Regions from separate parts of the Gossypium hirsutum genome. Here region 2 is linked to region 1. Evidence: chromatin contacts called from public Hi-C data. All regions are on one chromosome and are shown on one strand. Each heading gives the region's core, a stretch centred on a gene start, on an enhancer-like site or on the middle of the called end of the contact. The rest is flanking DNA. Distances are from core to core; before and after follow the strand shown. Region 1 holds the start of LOC107938543 (subtilisin-like protease SBT5.6). Region 2 holds the start of LOC107901833 (SH3 domain-containing protein 3).

Region 1 (3,520 bases), core at 259-2,758:
AAAAAGAACTCCTCAATATGCAATAAAATTTGCGTGGTATTCAACAAATTATATAAAGTTCATCGAAAGTAAATTAGATGAAAGGGAAAATTTTCTCAAACCTTTTATTAAATATGGTTTGATTAATAGGACAAAAATATCATATAAGTTAAGGAAAAACATATGTTCACACGTTTGAGCCCTTAAATAGTTTTTAATTGAATTTAAAATTTAGCTTTAAGTATCTAGGGTAAAGTTTAGAGTTTTAGGATTTAAAATGGGAAAGTTTAAGGTTTTAGAATTTTATAAAAAAAATATTATTATAAAGAATGAATGCTGGAACCCATACATGAAGTGGCAAGTCAAGCCGAATAGCGGAATAGAAAGCAAAGAACGAAAATTCACTCACTTGTTGCAATTGGATGAGTTAAAAGCGACTCCTCCTTGGCAGATTCCTTTCCATGATTTTGGGGTGGGATCCATTCCTTGGTCACTGAAGCTCGGTGATTCCGGCCATACACCTAAATTGATAAGACCCCCAAAACATTAAAACAATCCAATAATTACATAATACATTTAGAAAAATGAATTATTTGCTACTAAGTTATCCGAATACAACAAAAGCAATAATGCCTGAGACAGTCACGAATGATCTAAAAAGATGGTATTGGAATTCATATATAGTTTTAAATTATAATTGCAAAGCGTTTTTACCGCTATCCATCACTCCAATAATGACATTTTTGCCATGTTTAGCTTTTGACAACAAGTCTTCTCCTCCAATCTTAAGCTTTTCCCATGAATAGCTATCTCCTTCATCTAAGCCAACAAATTCCCATGACCTTGTTGTCTGCACTGAGTGCTTTCCATGTGAAGGAAACACTGACAAAAGCCCATCCATTCCTGTGAGGAAAAATGAAAACCCAAGCATTGTTATTAGGTATTAATTTCAGAAATGGAGATGAAGAAATATGGTGCTAATGAGTCACCCACCAGAGAGCTTGGAGGCTTCATCTGGTGTAAGCTTTGCAGCAAAGCCATTGATGCTGTGTTTGTAGCTGTAAAGAAGGGAAGATTTAGCATCTTCTTCAGATTCTTTGACTGAAAGTAAGTATGAGATATGGGTTTTCTCAATCTCATGCAAAGCTTTCTCCCCATTGTTGTGCTGCCCCAAGTAAACTATATACACCTACATAGACAATAAATATATATATTTTACATGAAAATTAGAGTTCCAAGAGAGAACTTTACTACTGAAAGATGTTGAAGAAATAATAGAAGAGTTACGAGAAACAGAAAAACTACTTTTTTCTCAACAGATGAGGCCAAGATAGGAACGACAATCAAGAGTAGAAGGAAACAAGAGATAGTGTTCTTCATGGCAAATAACGGTACTGAGTATTGTCAATCCTATGGAGAGATAATGTTATATTTATAAGCGTCTTGATGAATTGTTTATACTTTATGCTGATAATTACAACTCTTTCACTTTACATGATATATGGACTGTTATATGGTTTTGAAAAATCTTCTTAGCATTTACTGTATTTACAGATAAATATGGTAATCTATAATTGAAAAAAAAAATAAAGTATATCTTTAATTAAAGATAATTGTGCCTTTAAAAATTACCATCTTTAAAATAAGTTATATTGTTATGATAATATTTTTATTTTTTAAATTTTTAAGAAAATCAACATAAAATTTACATATATTGACATTTGAACCCATTCCTTTAATTTTATTTTGATATTTTATGCATTTCAATATTATTTGACAAACATTTCAATGTTTCACCAACATTGTTTGTATATTTATCTTTTATACTATTATTTAAATCTCTAATTGAGCTTGTGTCACATGTCAATCGAAGGTCAACCCAATTGAAAAATTATTAAATTGCCCTTACAATTTTGAAATAAGTTATATTCTTACAAAAGTACTTTTGTTTTTTTTTTTTATGTTTTTAATAAAATCAATATAAAATTTACATATGATGAGATAATTTATATTCTTAATATAGTGTATTTATTTATTTTTTAAAAAATTACTCGCAATTTAAAATATTTTTTTTAATTTTAATTCCCTATATATTATATAAATATTATTATTAATAATTTCAAACTTTACCTAAATTATTTAAATATTTAATTTTCACACCCATATGAATTGTGATAAAATTCGAAACTCCAGTTTTACATCAGTCAACTCATGAGTTTTTATTAAATATATTTATTTGATGATAAATAAAACAATTATAATTAAAATTATTTTATCTTTAAAGTTTTTATTTTTTATTAAAATGTAATTTACTAAATAATTAATAAAAGCATCCTTTAACGTTATGCCTAGGTTTTTACTTTTCTTAATCAGGGTTAAAAGTAGGGGTGAACGTTCGATCGAATCGAGTGAAAAAAATTCGAGTTAATTGAGTTAACGAGTCTTATTTTATCATACTACCTCGATTTGAATTTTTTTAATGGAGTCGAGTGAAATGAAATTCAAGTCGACTCGAATCGAATCGAGTGAAATTATTCAAGTTAAATTAAAAAATTAAACATCCCAAATTAAAATATTGTTACAATATAACTAGTTCCATGTTAGAGGATATAAATTTGAAACCATATATATATTTGAAAACTTTTTCAAAACAAAATAAGAAGAAAAAAAAGTATTTTTAACATGATAAACTTGAATCATTAATTAATTTATTAACATCCCAAAATTATTATTTTAATTTTTAAATTTTTAAATTTCTTTATGTAATACCCAATTTTAGCCCGGGCTCACATATGGAAACATAATTTTTGAGGATATGCAATCTTAGATATGATATGCAATCTTAGATATGATATGTAATCTTAGAAGATATGATTCTGTAATCTTAGAGATTTAATTTGTAGATACCCTTTAATCTCAGCCGTTGATGTAATTGATCTGTACCGTTGGATTTGGGGAGGCTCAACTATAAATAGAGGCCTCTCCCTTCATTGTAAAAAAAAAAGAGAAAAGAGGAGGAGGAATAAAAAAAGAACGATTGGCAGTTTTTTAAAGGTGGCTTACTATTTTTTTCTTTCGATTATTTTTTTTTACTTATTTACAATTTTAAAAAAGGGAGAAGGTGATACCACTGCGAATTTTATTTATTTATTTTATTTAGCCCCTCCACCTTTTAATGTTTTTGTAATTAAGTTTTCTTTATTTTTTTAATTTACCCTTTTATTTATTTTAAATTCCAATTTAATCTTTTGAACGACACCGTTTTAGAGGAGAAGGGAAAATTTCCCTTCCAGCCCCTCTATGTAATTTGCTCGTTCAATTTAGTCCTCCAGATTTTATTTATTTGTAGATTTACCCCAGGTTTGTTTACTTGTAGTTCAATTTAATCCTTTTTATATTTTTCTTAAAATTAGTTAATTTTGTTAATGTAATTATTATTATTATTTTCATATGTAATTATTATTATTTTAGCTATATATATATGTATACTTGTTTCTATGTGCGTATTTATATTTTTTTTAAAAACTAATATTTTCGCATA
Region 2 (3,520 bases), core at 592-3,091, 200 kb before region 1:
TTAAGTACAAGAAATGACTTAGATATTAAATTAATTTCATTGAATTATTATTTAATTGATTATAATTAAATAATTAGAATTCGAAATGGAAATTAAATTAATTAGTCATCTCAGTTTTATTAAATAGGACAATCAAATTTACTTACTTATAGATTTTAGCACGATAAAGTCGTTATAAATATAATGGAATTAGAATTAGATTAAGAAAATAATTTAAGAAATTGAATCAATTAAATAAATAAGTAAATAATATTTTGAGAATGAAAAATTGGTTAATGAGTTGGATGAATTATATGAGTTGATTTAAGTATAAAAAATACATATAATTGTATCTAGTACATGAGACATGCCCAATAAACTCATTAGACATGTAATGGGCAACAACCCTAGTTCCCAGAAATAGGTGCCACCTATAGCATAATCTTAATGGGACTATATGTATTTTCTATTAAAATATTATTGTTTTGTTACCTCTTGTTTAACTAGAAATTTTGTGAGTTTTTCCTATTAGTAGGGACTATGGGTTTGGTCAAAATAGACAATTATTGAACATAGTTACTCAGTCAGAATTTAGTGAGATTTATTTACCAAATAATTTTTTTTTGTGAGAACTTGTGTTTGGTTTCTAGCTCATAAAAAGAATTAATTTTCTCACTAAAAAATTAATAATTTTCATTATGTGTGATCAGTTCATGTGATTAGAGCTCACACTCTAAATAAATCGAGAGTTCAAAAATAACGAAAAAAATTATGTTGGTTGAAAACTGGGTAACAATTAAACCACTCAATAAAAAACACATGTAGGTAAAATTTATTATTATAAATAATACAAAAGTTGGATTTTAGAAAAAATATAATTTTCCATTTTGCAAAAAACTTGATCTTTAGATTGAATTTTTCCAACAGCCTATGCTTACATCACATCAAATCATGTTGTCAGCCTAGTAAAGAGACATCGTAGACGTAATAAGTCCAACACGTGTCCAAACCCAAGACTACTGTCCACCTATAATGACCCTCATAAGAGCAAGCGAAACTCACTCCAAAGGAGCTAACCCTTGACCATCCTCCATTAGGACCTAAAAGAAACCAGGCAACTAGGCTGTCAGCATGACCTCCCTCCACCGTATGAGCCAATGTCTTTCCCACCAACTTTTTCTTACACCTCAGCAACATTAATCTATTTCCATCCCATTAAAGGGTTAATAAGTAATTTGTCACTTAAATTTGTTTAAAAGCATTTAGTTGGTATTTACATTTTTTATACCTAATCGGTATTTAAATTAGTATTCTGTCATCCAGATTAGTATTTTTGCATTAAAGCTGTTAGTTTGTACTGATGTGGTGCTAATGACTAATCCTATAGTGATACGTGATAATCTCTTAGTATGATACGTGGGGACATAAATTAAAAAAGTATAATTATTTTAAAAAATATAAATAATTTAAAAAAGTATAATTTTTTAGACAAGTTCAAGTACAAACTAGATACTGTTAGACAAATTCAGATATCAACTAATTACTTTTGGATAAGTTTATGAGACAAACTACATGCTAATCCTTAAAAAATTAATGTTGTTAACAAATTGAGAGCAATGTAATGAAATAAAAGTAAATACAAAATAAAATTCAAATATCAATTAAATATTTTTTTGACAAGTTTATATTAACTTTTCTTTTCTTTTTTTTTTAAAGAAATTGATTGCAATGAAAAGATAAATATTTGAATGATTATTTAAAATTTAGTGGGTTGGAATGATAAAGTCCAGTCCAGCAAATTTAGCTGAGCCGAAGGCCGACAAAGAAATATAGGCTGGCTCAGAGCTATCCTGAATGAAGAAGCCCATTAATTATTCCATCAACCCGAAAAAAACAAAAATTACGAGATGACAGTGAGGTAATCGAAGGCTTTGGTCTCTCAAGCATAGCCAGCCAGCTGCCAGATCTGCTAAGTCGATCAATCGATAAAATAAAATCCAGATTTCAAGAAACTAGTACTTTTTTTTTTCTGTAAATCTGTTTCGTTGTGTTGAGAGGAGGTAGAACTAGAAGAGGCAACAATGGATGCTTTTAGAAGGCAAGCCAGCAAGCTCAGAGAACAAGTTGCCAAGCAACAGCAGGCAATTTCATCACAACCCTTCACTCCTCTCTTTTTTAATTTATTTTCCTGGGTTTAAGGAGAATCGAGTTCTGTTGATTTGGTTGTCAGGATAATGGAGGAAATCTGGGAAAATGAAAGCAAATATTTTATTTAGTCTTGGATTACAGAATTAGATGTGTTTAATTACTTTGACTTCTAGAAGTTTGGGGGCCTAATGTATATGTTTCAAGAATTAAATATTTAATTGTGGAGTTAATTCTAAACGTTAAATTGTAATTTATAATCATCAAAGACGAATCATTCTTTTTTAGGTAAATTAGCTAGTTCCATGTCCTTTGAGTTTGTTTTCTGCTATATTCTCAAAAAACTGTACCTACCATTAGATTGCCCTACATTTTCTAACATAGGGAAAAGAGTAGATACAGAGTTTCCAGAAGCTTTTGTTATTGCAAAGCTTCATCCTTTACCTGAAAGTTGAGTAATCCGTGAGATCTCAAGTGCTTCCAAGTGTTGATTGATTGGCTCTTATCTCTGCAAGTGTTTCTTGCATTTGGTTTAAACATGAGCATGGATGTCATTCATTTGGTTTACCTTGTTAGGATCAGTTACTCGAAAACAATATCATCCTATCTTATTCTAACTGGGCTAATTTTGTTTGATCTGAGTCCCTGACAAGTTACCCTTAATTCTTATATTTATGTTAGTTTTGCTAGTTGCATTTTTCTTGAGATGATCAATGTCTTCTACTATTGAGTTAAAAGAATTTTTTTTGCAGGCTGTAATAAAGCAATTCAGTGGAACTGGTTATGAGAGCTCAGATGTTGTAGTTATTGATGAGATTGAGATGCAAAGGCATCAACAACTGGACAAATTGTACAAGTCCACTCGTTCAGCTAGGGTAAACAACATTTCCTTCATAAATTTGTGAAACTTAATTTGATAATCCTGTCATATTGCTTTGTTCTCGGTGAATCCGTGTCATTCATATCTTCACAAATGAAACCATTTTCAGTATGTAACTTTAGTGCATCCTATCTACTTGAGTTACAGTTAAGTACTTCAGTTAAATCTCTTCGGTGTCATTTTAACTAAATAAAATTTCGAAGGTAACAGTTGCTCTGCGGGTGCGCCTGGTTGGAGGAACAAAATTTATTATGAAAGCTACTAATGGCTGTACTATATTCTGATATTTAGTTTCTCAAATTTCCTAACTTTCATAAAAACTAATTTCTCTTAATTTTCTTTTATATTTACTGCAAGTTTAATACCCATGGAGTGCTTGCTTAATGAATTTACCGCTCTTCCTTTCAGGATTTTCAAAAAGAAGTTATTAAAGCTGCAGAAGCATTTACAGCCATCGGGTATAAGCATATTGAAACAGGTGCAGCATTAATTCATACCTTTTTAATTTTGTTGTTC

The links. A called contact is a pair of places that touch in the nucleus more often than the background predicts.
Region 2: a contact with region 1 is called in a Hi-C map of leaf, with 4 times the contacts expected there. The contact joins the promoter of LOC107901833 here to the promoter of LOC107938543 in region 1. A contact is called at or near these places in 18 of 34 Hi-C or Micro-C datasets (anther, callus, cotyledon and 5 more).

Annotation. Positions count from the first base shown.
Region 1 is chrD06:51,075,338-51,078,857 of Gossypium_hirsutum_v2.1, reverse strand. It overlaps LOC107938543 (subtilisin-like protease SBT5.6), which reads right to left and starts at 1,508. Exons shown (of 9, transcript XM_041095853.1): 1 at 1,285-1,508; 2 at 973-1,168; 3 at 694-882; 4 at 389-500. The coding sequence starts at 1,359.
Region 2 is chrD06:51,279,101-51,282,620 of Gossypium_hirsutum_v2.1, reverse strand. It overlaps LOC107901833 (SH3 domain-containing protein 3), which reads left to right and starts at 1,841. Exons shown (of 10, transcript XM_041095479.1): 1 at 1,841-2,120; 2 at 2,877-2,999; 3 at 3,413-3,482. The coding sequence starts at 2,061.